Linked DNA regions of Sus scrofa: region 1 is linked to region 2. Evidence: chromatin contacts called from public Hi-C data. All regions are on one chromosome and are shown on one strand. Each heading gives the region's core, a stretch centred on a gene start, on an enhancer-like site or on the middle of the called end of the contact. The rest is flanking DNA. Distances are from core to core; before and after follow the strand shown.

The links. A called contact is a pair of places that touch in the nucleus more often than the background predicts.
Region 1: a Hi-C map of liver shows a contact between it and region 2, with 1.6 times the contacts expected there. The contact joins the promoter of NFATC2 here to the enhancer-like site in region 2. A contact is called at or near these places in 3 of 47 Hi-C or Micro-C datasets (blood, embryonic fibroblasts and liver) and 1 of 2 datasets of contacts at active chromatin or transcription factors (skeletal muscle).

What each region holds. Positions count from the first base shown.
Region 1 is chr17:52,887,401-52,892,957 of Sscrofa11.1, reverse strand. NFATC2 (nuclear factor of activated T-cells 2) reads left to right here and starts at 2,722. Exons shown (of 11, transcript NM_001113452.1): 1 at 2,722-3,082. The coding sequence starts at 2,953.
Region 2 is chr17:52,756,624-52,762,810 of Sscrofa11.1, reverse strand. The region is part of intron 9 of NFATC2 (nuclear factor of activated T-cells 2); the gene reads left to right. Among named protein-coding and RNA genes, the nearest start is that of NFATC2, 130 kb to the left of the region's middle. Within about 2 kb of position 4,505, at least 13 of the 83 cell types and tissues checked have an H3K27ac peak or open chromatin away from gene starts, as enhancers often do. A contact at or near this core is called in liver, where this site is marked.

The sequences.
Region 1 (5,557 bases), core at 1,473-3,972, 130 kb before region 2:
TATCTCAAGAGGATGTCAGTAGGGGGTAAGAACTTAGATTCTTGCCCTAAAAACTGGGTGGCCAGAGTAAGCCTCAGGGAGAAAGGCTTTTAAAGAAAAATATAAGGACCTTATGTAGGCAAGGACAATCAAATTTCTTTATCCAACTATCCGTCCATCCATCCATCTATCCATCATTCCATCCACTTTTCATCCATCCATCCGCACATCCACACATCAATTGTACACAAAGCTGTGAATGAGGCAATCATGACCGCTGCCCTAGTGGATCTCGTAGGCTAGTGGAGATCAAAATCTCTTATTGGCCAAGCCTGGGTCATTTGTTCACCTCTTTGCCAGCAGAGTGTGTGACAACTTGGTTGATAATTTTGCCAAGATCGTATCAAGCGTAGTTTCCCAAAGGAACACACTGGGGTGTCATCAGGAGAAGGGGGAGTGATCCCAGGTGGGCCCAATCAACAGACGTTCATTCGAGGAGAGGCACTGATCATTGTGGGTGGGGGGATGAGAAGAGACACATGTGGGGGACGCCAGCCTTTCTCCTCTTCTATAGCTCAAGGGCAGGCTGGTTCTTTTGTTTATCCCTGACCAAATTTGAGGGTTTGGAGTTTGAGTCCTGTCATAGGCGCTCAAGAACACCCATCTCTTTCTGGATACCTATCTGAGCTGTCTCCCCTCCTCCACCTAAATTTATCAGCCTCCCCTAAGATGCTTGTTGGATCCACCCAGTATAGGTATGTTGATGCTTAGGAAACCAAAAAGAGGGTTTGCTTACGCTCTGCCAACTAGAAAGTGCTTCCCAAGACGCTGAAAGTTCATGAGTCTTGAGCCAGACCTAGGCTCCTGGAACGGAATTTGTGTCTAAACCCCTGATTCTCACCCTGGGCTACACACTGGAAGCACTGGGCAGGTGGGGATGGTGCTCTTACAAAATAGTGCTGCTCAGGCCTCAACCATTATAACTAGTTTCTCCCAGGGCCCAGCCACTTTTTTTTTTTTTTTCTCTTAAACAGCTCTCCAGGGGAGTCTAGGTGTAGCTTGGGTTAAGACCCACTGGTCTAAGTGCAATTTGGAAAACCCTGTTTATTGCTGTGCCTCTTTGCTAACAGGATACAAGTAGGATGAGGGTAGTGACCATGTTTTGCCAATGGCTACACCCCCAAGGTTGGTAGCAGTGCCAGGTGCCTCGTAGGTGCCCAGCCAAGATTTGTGGGACGAATGATGATTGATAGCTTCGCACAAATCCCTTAATGGACCAGAGATGCCTCTCCCTGAAGAGTGCATGTCCTCCATGCTGCTGGCACTTGGGGAAGGAGTCCAGTCCCCATGTGAGGTCAAGCTGTGCTTCTCAGGGAATCTCTGAACCTCACCCACCTACGTTTCTGAGCCTGTGATTTTCAACACTCGTGGCCTTTTAGATTCATCCGAGGTCATTAAAAAAAAAAATACACTTTAGGATGTCCTTGTTCAGAGGGTTTGGATTGAAGCCTGGGCACAGATGTTCAAAAAAGTGTCCCAGGTGAACGTAATGTGCTGTAAGCATTGAAGGCCCCTGTTCTCGTCTCCCTTCTACCTCTGTGAGTCTGCTTCCTGACTTTGGCTAACTTGATCTGAGACCCCCTGGAAGTGTTTCATGGGAGCAGTAGTGGGTTCTTAGGTAGCCTTCCCCAAGGGTACCTGTTCATAATGTTCCCCTTGGGTGCTTGCTTAAAAATACGCATTTCTGAGCCTCTACTCCGGGCTTATGGACTCAGGCGCTCCAGTGAGGGTTCTGGGAATCTGCCCTTTTAACAAGCATCCGGGGATGCTTGCCACCTGCCGCCTCTCCATCGGCACTGCCCCCCTTGCTCCAGCTCCCACACATGAACTCCTGGCTTTTGCTTTCTTTGGGTTTCCGCTGCCCAAATATTCTTCCCCCAGATCTTCCCATCCGTCAGTCAGGGTTGTCCAAATGCCCCCTTCCCAGAGAGGCCCTACCTGACCACGGAAGGGACCAGAGCCTCCCCAGGCCCCAGCCTTTACCCTGTATCTCTGGTGGGTTTTCTCCTGACACTCTGCAGGGATGGTCTTGATTCCTTCTTCCCCGACCAGAACCTGAGCTTCCCAGGGCAAGTGTCTAGTCCCGTGCTAGGTCCCCGGCACCTGGCACAGGATAGTGACCAGGAAGTATAGATGTAAAGGTGGGAGGGACTCGCGCTTTTCAGCGTCTCTGTGGGTCTTTGCCAGGCCTTGGGGAATTGAGCGCAGGGCACACAGGTGACTGATGCAGGTGAAAATCATGCCAGAGCTGTGGGCGCGCAGAGGCACCTGGAGACACGGGTCCGCGATAGAAGGGAGTGGGTGCAGCCCCTCCCCCTCAGGGAAAAGAGGAAAAAGCTTGAGCTCAGCCAGTCACGGAGGGCAACACAAGTGGCGGCGGCTTTGTCCTCTAGAGCCTGGGTCCCGCAAGGGCGCAGCGCTCAACGCGAGGACAGTGGGAGCGGCGGCCTCGCCCGAGCGCCTGGCGGCGGCTGGCTGCGCGCGGTGCCCGGGCGGTGCGGCCAGGCCCAGGGGGCGGCCTCCTTCCTCCCGGGCGCCAGGCCGCCGGGGCCGCGCGCCTCTCCTCCCCTCCCTCCCTTCCTCCCTCCCTCCCTCCGCTGGTCCCCGGGTGGCGGCCCCGCCCCCGCCGGCCCGGCCGCGCTGTCCCCGCCCCCCCTCCCGGGCTGCAACAGGTGCCTCCGGAGCAGGAAGCTCGCGCCGCCGCTCTGCTCCCCGGGGCGCGTCCAGGACCCGCCGCGCCAGGCGCGCCATCCCCGGACCCGGCGTGCGTCCCCACGAGGACAGTGACCCCGCCGCTCGAGCCGCCCCTCCGCCCCGCTTCCTGCCACCGTCGCCACCCTCGGCGAGGGGCCCAGGAGAGAGCCGAGTCTGCCCTCGCCCCCGGCCCGCCGCCCTCTCGCCGCTTTGCACGCCATGGACGCCCCGGAGCCGCAGCCGGACCCCGACGGCGGGGACGCCCCGGGCCACGAGCCTGGAGGCGGTTCCCAAGACGAGTTCGACTTCTCCATCCTCTTCGATTATGACTATTTGAATCCTATCGAAGGTCGGTGGAGGCTCCCCCCGGCCTGGCCCTCGAGCCTGGGCTGGGGCTTGGGCCTGAGCAGTGGGCAGAGGGCCCTCTTTTGCTCCAGATGCCACACTTCCTGGGGGACCTGAAGAGGGGCTGCCTCTTCAGCCAGGTGGAGGGAAGGCGCGAGGCGGCAGCGACTGCAGCCACCTTTAGGGGGCGCTAGGCTCATTCCGCCCGTAGGGCGTCAGTTTCCAGTTACTTCTGCCTCAGGGTCGGTGGTAGCAAAGCAGAGGGTGGCCGGGGGTCTCTGCTGGCCTCTTGCGTGCTGCTGGGTCCTCTGAGGGCAGCGAAAGCTGTGAGTTTGCCTTTGGAGGGAGGCGGTGAGGAAGCTAAAGAATGGCGTTCGTGGGGAGGGGCCGGTGCAAAAAGAGGGCGTGTGAAGCGGCCCTCCTACCTTCGGGCACCACCGCGTGTGAGGTGTGAGCCGCGCGTGGTGGAGGACTGTGTGTTGACACTAGGAAGAGGCTGGCTGTGTCTGATGCGGGAGAGGGGTTCGACTTCAGGTCAGGCGGCTGGCCCATTTCCTCCCCGGGTTCTGCTGCCTTTGCAAATCCCCCCGACCGGCTCAGTCTGAGCTTTGTTGAGTGATCCCTTTACCCGCACGAGTCACGATGGCTGTGGGGGCTGGGGGGAGCCGGCCTGTGATGCGGGCAGCTGCAGGCTGTTCCTGTCTAAGCAGGCTGCCAGTCTGTGCCCCCTGGTGCCCTCTGCGCGGGGATTTCCCCAGGCCGGGCCTGCATTTCACGTGTTTCGCAGGAGCCTTGGTCAAAACGAGGAGGTCGCACACCAACCTCACTGTATTTTTCTGGGTAGCAGGTTGTCTTGGAACAAAACAAGAAAAAAAAAAAAAAAAACCCCAACCAGGCTTCCTGATTGTGACAGCCTAGCCCAGCCATTGCTTACTGGAGCCTCAGGGGCAGGCCTGTTGGTACCTTCCAGAGGCACTTGGGCTTGGCTGCGGCCACAGAGTAGGAAGGGATTGTGCTGGCTGGTGTGTGTAGGCGGCCGTTTCTGGAATCTCCCAGGCTTACTGTTTCCCAGAGATGCTGTGTTAGGCGGGTGACGGAGAAGTTTTAACTTCGCTTCCACCACGGCTTCCCTGGCGATCTTCGAGGGAGGGGTTGGCTCTGACTTTGGAGGATGCCCTTCACTCAGATACCAAGTGAAGCTGGTAATTAGTCCTTATTCTGTATTTTGGCTGGAGATGGAAATAATTAGCCAGCCAAAGAGACCAGCCTTCTCGAGTTGCAATCTGGAGGCCATCCTTTCCTTTGAAAAGATACAATTAAGAATCTGCAAACGATCCTTTTAGCATCAGTGGTCTTTCTGTTCCTTAAGATTAAAGCCGTATTTTGCAGGGAACTAATACTTACACCCCTCCCAGATTCACAATCAACGCACTTTTTTTTTTTTTTTTTTCTTCCCTGCAGCAGGGGAGATTTCCGGGGAAATAGTTTCCAAGCCAAATCTGATGGGAGGTGCTTTTTATAGTTTTTCTTGGCAAGTGGTGCTCGGTGGCTGCCAGATGGGTGTCTAAGTGACCACAGGGAAGGCCCCTGAGTCTATTTCTTATTGATAAACTTTATTTTTTGGAACAGTTTTTGATTTACAAAAGAGTTGTAAAGATAGTACGAGAGGTGTCTTAGGATTAACATCTTACATTGGTATATGGGATGTACTTGTTATAATTTATGAGCCAGTATCATGCAGTGCGATGAACCCAAGTCCATAATTTATTTGGATTCAGACTGTCCTTGTTTTTTTATGAGCTTGGCAGTTTGAGGAGCACTGGTTCGGGACATTGTAGCCTATCCCTCCAGTAGGGTCTTAACGTTTTTCTCATGGGTAGACAGGGCTGAGGGTTTGGAGGAGGGAGACTGCAGAGGTACAGGGACCATTTCCATCATGTCACATCCTTGTCGCTACCGTCAGCATGACTTACCACTGTGGAGGTTGGTCTTGATCAAGTGGCCGAGGTAGCGTTTGACAGGTTCCTCCACCGTCAAGTTACTCCTTTGCAAACTGTGCTCTTTGGAAAGAAGTCATTATGTGCAGCCCCGCTTTGGGAGTGAGGAGTTATGCTTTGGAATCTATAAAATAACGACTCCTTGCTGGGAAGTCAGCAGCCCAGAAACATCACGGCTCAGGGAGAGAGGATGTCATGAGCCTTGAGAGGCTACAGCGAGCTCTTCCAGATGTCCAGGGTCGGATTCTGGCTCACCCAGATGTTAATAGCAGTCACCTCTCTCTCTGCTTCCGCAGGAGGGAACTCCCCAAGGGCCAACGCTAGCTTCTCTCGTGCTCTCGGGCCTTGTCCCAGGTGATGGGACGTGGGTGATGCAGGCGAGGTGTTACCCTTCACTCCAGGCATGGACTTGGCAAAAAACCAAGACGGGAAGAGGACTGCTCATGGGCCAGACCTTGTCCGAAATTGGTGATGGCTCTTCG
Region 2 (6,187 bases), core at 3,256-5,755:
TCTGGGATAACCTGGGTTTCCCCGTCAGATAGGTCCCTGACTGGAGGCTGAGATGGTTATTCTTTTCTTTGGAGAGAGGATGCCTTTTATGCTGTCAGAGCCCAACGCCAGAATCAGAGTGCCACCACCTTGAGTCCAGAAATACAGGTTGCCGGTGGTTTTGTGGGGAGAGAGCTTCAATTTTCCTCTTTTGCTGGAGAATACTGCCAACAGAAGCAAGCTGGGAGCCTCCAGTTACATCTGGGAAGCTGCCTTTTTTCTCTGAATCTCAGGATTTGGTTCTACTTTAGGGCTTATGATACTCTAGCACCATCTCACCCCTTAGATATGTGCCTCAGGCTTGGCATCACGGTCCGAAAGGGGCCAGGCCACTCTTTGCTGCTTACAGTTCATCCCCCCAGATGCATGCTATCTCATCTCTATTTTTCCTTGAAATACTATATGGGTGACTTCTACTGTGTAACCCTGATGAAAGTTGAGGTCTCCCAAGGACCAGTCTTTGTTCTGAGTTGCATGAGAAGAAGTAGGTTCTGGTGGCCAGATGATAATTGCAAAAGAATTCCCATCTTCAATAGCTTGAGCCAGACTGGGTAGGCTTGAATCCTGGCTCGGCTACCTCGTAGTTGTAGAAGCTGGGTATATTCCTTCATCTCTCTGTGCCTCAGTTTCTTCATCTATAAAATAGGGACAGTCAACCTACTCTCTGGGATTACTGTGGGGATTACAGTAATATTTTGTGACGTGCTTTGTAGAAAAGTGCCATATAAATAATAAAATAATGGTAATTTTTATTCTACTACATGTATGAGGAGGTTTCACGTACAGTTAATAGAACAGCTGGCCAGCAACTTCCTTCCTGGAGTTTCAGACCAGTTCCCTGGAGACCGTTGAAAACCAGACCTAACTGGGCAAATTCTGATTATATCCCAGTCGGTTAGGAGTTTGTGTTTCGTTCATTCATTCAACCATTTTGCCATGAAATTTTTATTGAGCACCTACTATGTGCTGGGCTCTGTCGCTGGTGCTGGGGCTATGGCAGCAAAGGCGAGATGAGGTCCCAGTGAGGCATTGACGTTGTCTTGTCTTGGGCTTCAAGATTCGGGGTCCTTAAAGCCTGAGCCATGCTAACCCTCCCCCCGAACCAGGATCCATCACCATGGTAATCACGTGCCACAGAAGGGCTGTGCCAATGCCTGCACCTGTGGGGTTCGCCCTGATCCAGCTAATGCGAAGCTTCCGTGAACACTGGCACGTGCTTACAGAACTGTCAGCGGCTGTAAATGAGATGATACCTGTGAGAGAGAGGGCCCTGCGTACAAGCATAGAAGGCGCCCACTGTGCACATGCGGTCCTTTAGAAACTGTGGAGGAGATGGACTTAACCTCCTGCCCTTGTCTTTCCAAGCAGCCAAGCTCCCAGGCTTGGGGAGCAGCTCAGGCACCACCCTCTTGGCCTCGATGCGGTGGCGCTGCATGTGGATTTGGAGTGCTGCATCCAAGTCTGACTCGGGTGAAGGGTAGGCCTGGGGGAGGTTGCTGGGACTGAGGCCCTGGGAAATGGAGATGAGAGACGTGGACTCGACCAGAGCAGGACGAGTGTGCCTCCCCGGAGGCTGGCTCAGGCAGGGGGCCTCCTCCACCCCCCAGGGCTTGGCACCTTCCTGGCGGCACCCGATCTGCCCTCCTCCCAGTTAGCACCTCAGCTTCTTACTCGAAACAGGAGCCTCAGAACTGCCATGTTTACTCATCCCGAGAGCTGAGGACAGGTTGGGACGAGGTGCGGCATTTTTCTCGTAAGCCCCAGGGTCTTGCTGGGAAGATGTGGGGGCTGCTGGGGACCAAGCAGGCCTGCTGCCAGGGCTGGCTTCCGGGGACCTCTGGTTTGCAGAATACTGGTGACTCAGAGGCTGTTCTGTGTGTCGCTGGCCCAGGCAGGCAGTGCACGGGGTAGGGTGGCCTGGGAGGGCCCCCCCACCCTCGGCAGGATGTGACAACGCATCTCTGGCAGCTGAGCTGACCTCAGACCTACCCGTTCTGAAAATTCAGCAATGGCTTCCATGGTGAAAGTGCTTTGGTGAAAGAAGGTGGTCTGGCCACCAGGCAATCCAGTCTGTCAACCACGTGTTCTCTGTGGGGTGGACGGATGTGTACTGATGATGTTAATATTAATAGCTATTAACACTTTTTTTTTTAAACTTGGCATCGTGTCAACTGTACGCAGTGCCCAGCATCTCTGGGATGCACGTTGTTATTCCCATTTTACAGATGAGGAAACTGAGGCCCAAGACGTTAAACAATTGGCTCACATGCCAGATGCTGTTCACAGCATCATGGGTCAACTCATTGATTCCCTCTAAAATTGTTAAAATTCCCTCTAAAATTAAGAACCATTATTGCCCACTTTCTGCAGGCAGGTGGAGATGGGGCCAGGGGATCAAGTCCACGGCAGGCTGGATTTGACCCCAGCCTGTCCCAGGTGTGAGCTCCTCTCGGCTGCGCTTCAGCCCCTCATCTGCGTCATCTCTGGCCACCACCCGCAGAGCCGTGCAGCCTTATCAGGCTCAGAAGGGCTGCCTTTGTGAGATCAGCAGAGGGCAGGCACAGGAGAAGGGGCTGGTGGCCAGGGGAACCCGGGCAGCCCTTGAGGCTGGATGTAGGCAGAGGAGTAGGATTCTAGGATTCAGACACATAACGGGAAGAGGCAGCATTCCCGGCACAGGGCCAGGTGGCCAGAAGGCCTGGGGGTGGGGCCGCACCCGCACCTGCTCCCAGTTCCAACCCTGCCCCTGAGTGTGACCTTGGGCAAGCTCTTAAGCTCAGCGGCTTCGCTGGCAGCCTGCCCTCTGAGCCACGGGGATCTTAGAAATGCTCTCGGGCAGAATGGGGCTTGCAGGAGTGTCGTAGCTCAGGCCACCATGACCGCGTCCACAGACTGAGTGGTGTCAACAGCAGAAATGAGTCTTCTCGCAGCTCTGGAGGCTGGGCATCTGCGATCAGGCTGCTGGCGTGACGGGGTTCTGGTGACTGGATGCCTTCCGGCTGAGCCCAGGGCCCAAGCACACAAGCTCTCTGGTGTCTCCACTGACGCCACCAGGAGGGCCCACCCTCACGGTCTCATCCAACCCTCATCGCCTCTCAGAGGCCCACCTCCAGACACTGTCACTGGGAGGGCCAGGGCCTCAGCACGGCAAGCTGGGCGCACAGTTCAGTCCATAGCAAGGACTGTATCGCCGAAAGGTTTCATCGGGGGTGAGGCAGGAGTTGGGGCTCTGTCTGCGTGACCTGGGAGGGTTAAGGTACCTGCGGGAGAGCTGGCGTAGTGTCACAGACACACACAGTCTGTGCTGGTCACTCCAGGCAGCTTTTGCGTTGAGAGCCATCAGTGCCAGGCCTGGGCCTCTGACTCTCTTTGAGAGAGATGTAGGAGCAGGTCTGGTTCCTGCTTGAACCTGGTGAAGTTTCTTTCCAGGCAGCTAGTGACTTCTTGGGCCTGGGCGGGGTCGGCTGGGGAGCCCAGGGGTCCCAGGTTTATCTGCTGTCCCTCGGGTGCTTGGCCTGGCACCCTCCTCCCCCTCCTCAGGCTGGTGGTGGGAGTTGGTGCCAGTCGGTGGGCCCGAGGGTGAGGGCTTGCCAGGTGCTTGCTGGGGACAGTCTGCAGGTCCATCAATTCTCACACCAAACTGGGCTGAGGGACCTGAGAGGGAAGCAGATGTGACTCAAATCATCTGGGGGAAGGTTTCAGGACAAAATGCCTCAGGCTGATGTGACCACGAAGAGGGGACTGCCTCCTCTCGGGATGCGGGCTTCTGTGGGGCTTTGGAACAGGTGGGTGTCTGGAGGGGTAACCTTCTTGGCTGGGGTTGGGGGGCCCTGTGCTGTGAGCAGGTTGTGACACGTACGGAAGGACATCGAATGATCTGGAAGGTGAATTTATGGCAGGGGGAGGCGGAGACGAGGCTGGAGGAGTCGGTACATAGCCAGCAAGTCCTTTCTAAGCAGCAGGGGTGGTGCTGGTTTTCAAAGGAGAGGTCTCCAGAGGCAGGCCTGGGGCTTGGGGCCCCTTCTGAGAGGCCACGAGGAACTTCTCTGGCACTGTGTGACAAGAGAGGTGACCTCCTGCTCTGGGCTTCCAGCCCCTCATCCGGCTGGAGCGCTCGACCCGCCTGCTTCACTGCCCCCTCTCCTGCATCAGCAAGGCCAAGGACACGCACATGTCTTATCATAAATGCTTGCTGAATTCCCTCCAACCCCCAGAGAGGACGACGGCTTCCCACATGTTTCGGGATCAATCTTAGCATCTCATTTGCGATTGCAGGCTGAGCTGTGGGTTTGGAGCACTGTTTCTTTTCTTGTGCTTCTGTTTTTTACCATTATTCTTTTTGTTTTTAAAAAAGGCAACAACGGCTCCTTTTGCAGGGCTGGCTTGGTGGCTGCTGCCTCTCAGCAGAGGTTTGGGGCCGGGGCAGTGATAAAACGGCAGGAGGACGCGGAAGCCAGTGTGGTTTGTTTAGAATGCTTTCCTGCCTGTGGTCGCTGCCTTAGAAGCCGTGTGGTTGCTCGAGAGGAGAGGTGCCTCTTTGCTGCATGTCATCGGAAGAAATTCTGCTGAATTGGAGGAAAGGGCCGGCAGATGAGCTCAGCTCAGATCTGCATTCATGCAGTTGCTTAGTCTTCCCAGGCAGGGCAGCTGAGCCTAGAGAAGGTCTGAGTTGTTTGTAAGTTGATGGGTCATCACGGAAAAAGTGGAGAATGGAGAAGATGCATGTTCCACACTGGTCGGGACACTGGTATTTTCATTATAGAACCATTAAACTCAGTGGACCTTGGACCCGTTCTAATTCCTATGACACAGGTGTACACAGGCCTTCTGCTCTAACGCCATCCCGCTTAAAGACATGTGCCTATGCTCTCAGGTGGCTGGAAGCTAGTTGTGTGCTTGGTCAAGGTGACAGATTGTGTATTTCTGTATCTGAGCTGTTGAGACCTTGTGCTTTCATGTTTATCTGTGTTGATTCATTGGTGAACCGTTTCCAATCCGTACCCTAACTTACCCTCTAATCCGTGAGACTAGGGAAATAGAATTGTGCTCTGCCTGGCCTGGCCTGTCTCCTTCCCTGCCTTTTCACTCGCATTCTTCTGTTCTCCTTCTTTACCGGTCCATAAACACCTGCCCAGGACTAATAAGCCAGCACCGTCATCTCATCAAGTCCTTGCAGCCATCTCTCCAGGGAGGTTCACTGATCCCATTTGGCGGGGAAACTGAGGCTCAGGGAGAGGTCGTGAGACTTACAGGGGTGGATTGACACACTGCTTTTGTGTCAAGCCCTTCGGATGCAAAACGGCATTTACCCCCAGGCTTGATGACCTTCCAAATGCAGGTAGAAGCCCTGACCCGGGCCTGGCACCCGTAGAGCCAGGGTCATTCCTGGGCAGGTCACTCCATCTTTCTGTGCCTCAGACACTTGACCTGAGAAGTGAGCCTCCCCCCAACCCCCCGCCTCCCCAGAGAGAGCTGGGAGGATTAAAGACGGCACGTGATCAGCCCCCTCCCAAGCGGGGTGGTTGCAGGGAGGTGAGTGGTGGAGATCAGGGCCTTAGTTGAATGAAAACAGACCCTTGCTTCGGCTCTTGGTGCCAGCCTTCCCCCAGGAAGCAGAGAATTCAAGAATGAAACTTCATGACTAAACATGAAGCTGCACCTCAAAAGGCTGCAGACCAACTGATCAGGATGATGCTTTAGAAACGCTCAGAACACTTGATGGGGGGTGGGGTGGGGTGGAGACAGAGCGGGCCTGGGCTTCCTGGGGACCGGCAGATGGCAGCCTGGTCCCCAGGGTTCCACTTTGATTGAAACTGCTGCTCCAAGGGTGTGACCTAGGACACCTGCAGGGCACCTGCTAACTGAAGGGTCCGCATGGGTCAAGTGCAAACGTCTTGGCCATTTTAGCACCTTGGAGCTGGTTTTTTTTCTCCCCTCAAGTGAGCCATGTGCTCTACTTTAAATTCCAACTGTACCGCCTGCTGTTGGGTGGCAACCAGAGAGCCCAGCACAGAGGCAAGGAGACAGGTGAGGGAGCCAGACAGGAGGTGGTAGAGGCTCTTGGTTTCCGGCTCTATTTTGAGGGTAAATCCAGAAGCATTTGCATCTGGAGGGGATGTGGGCTGTGACCGAGATTGACCTGAACAAC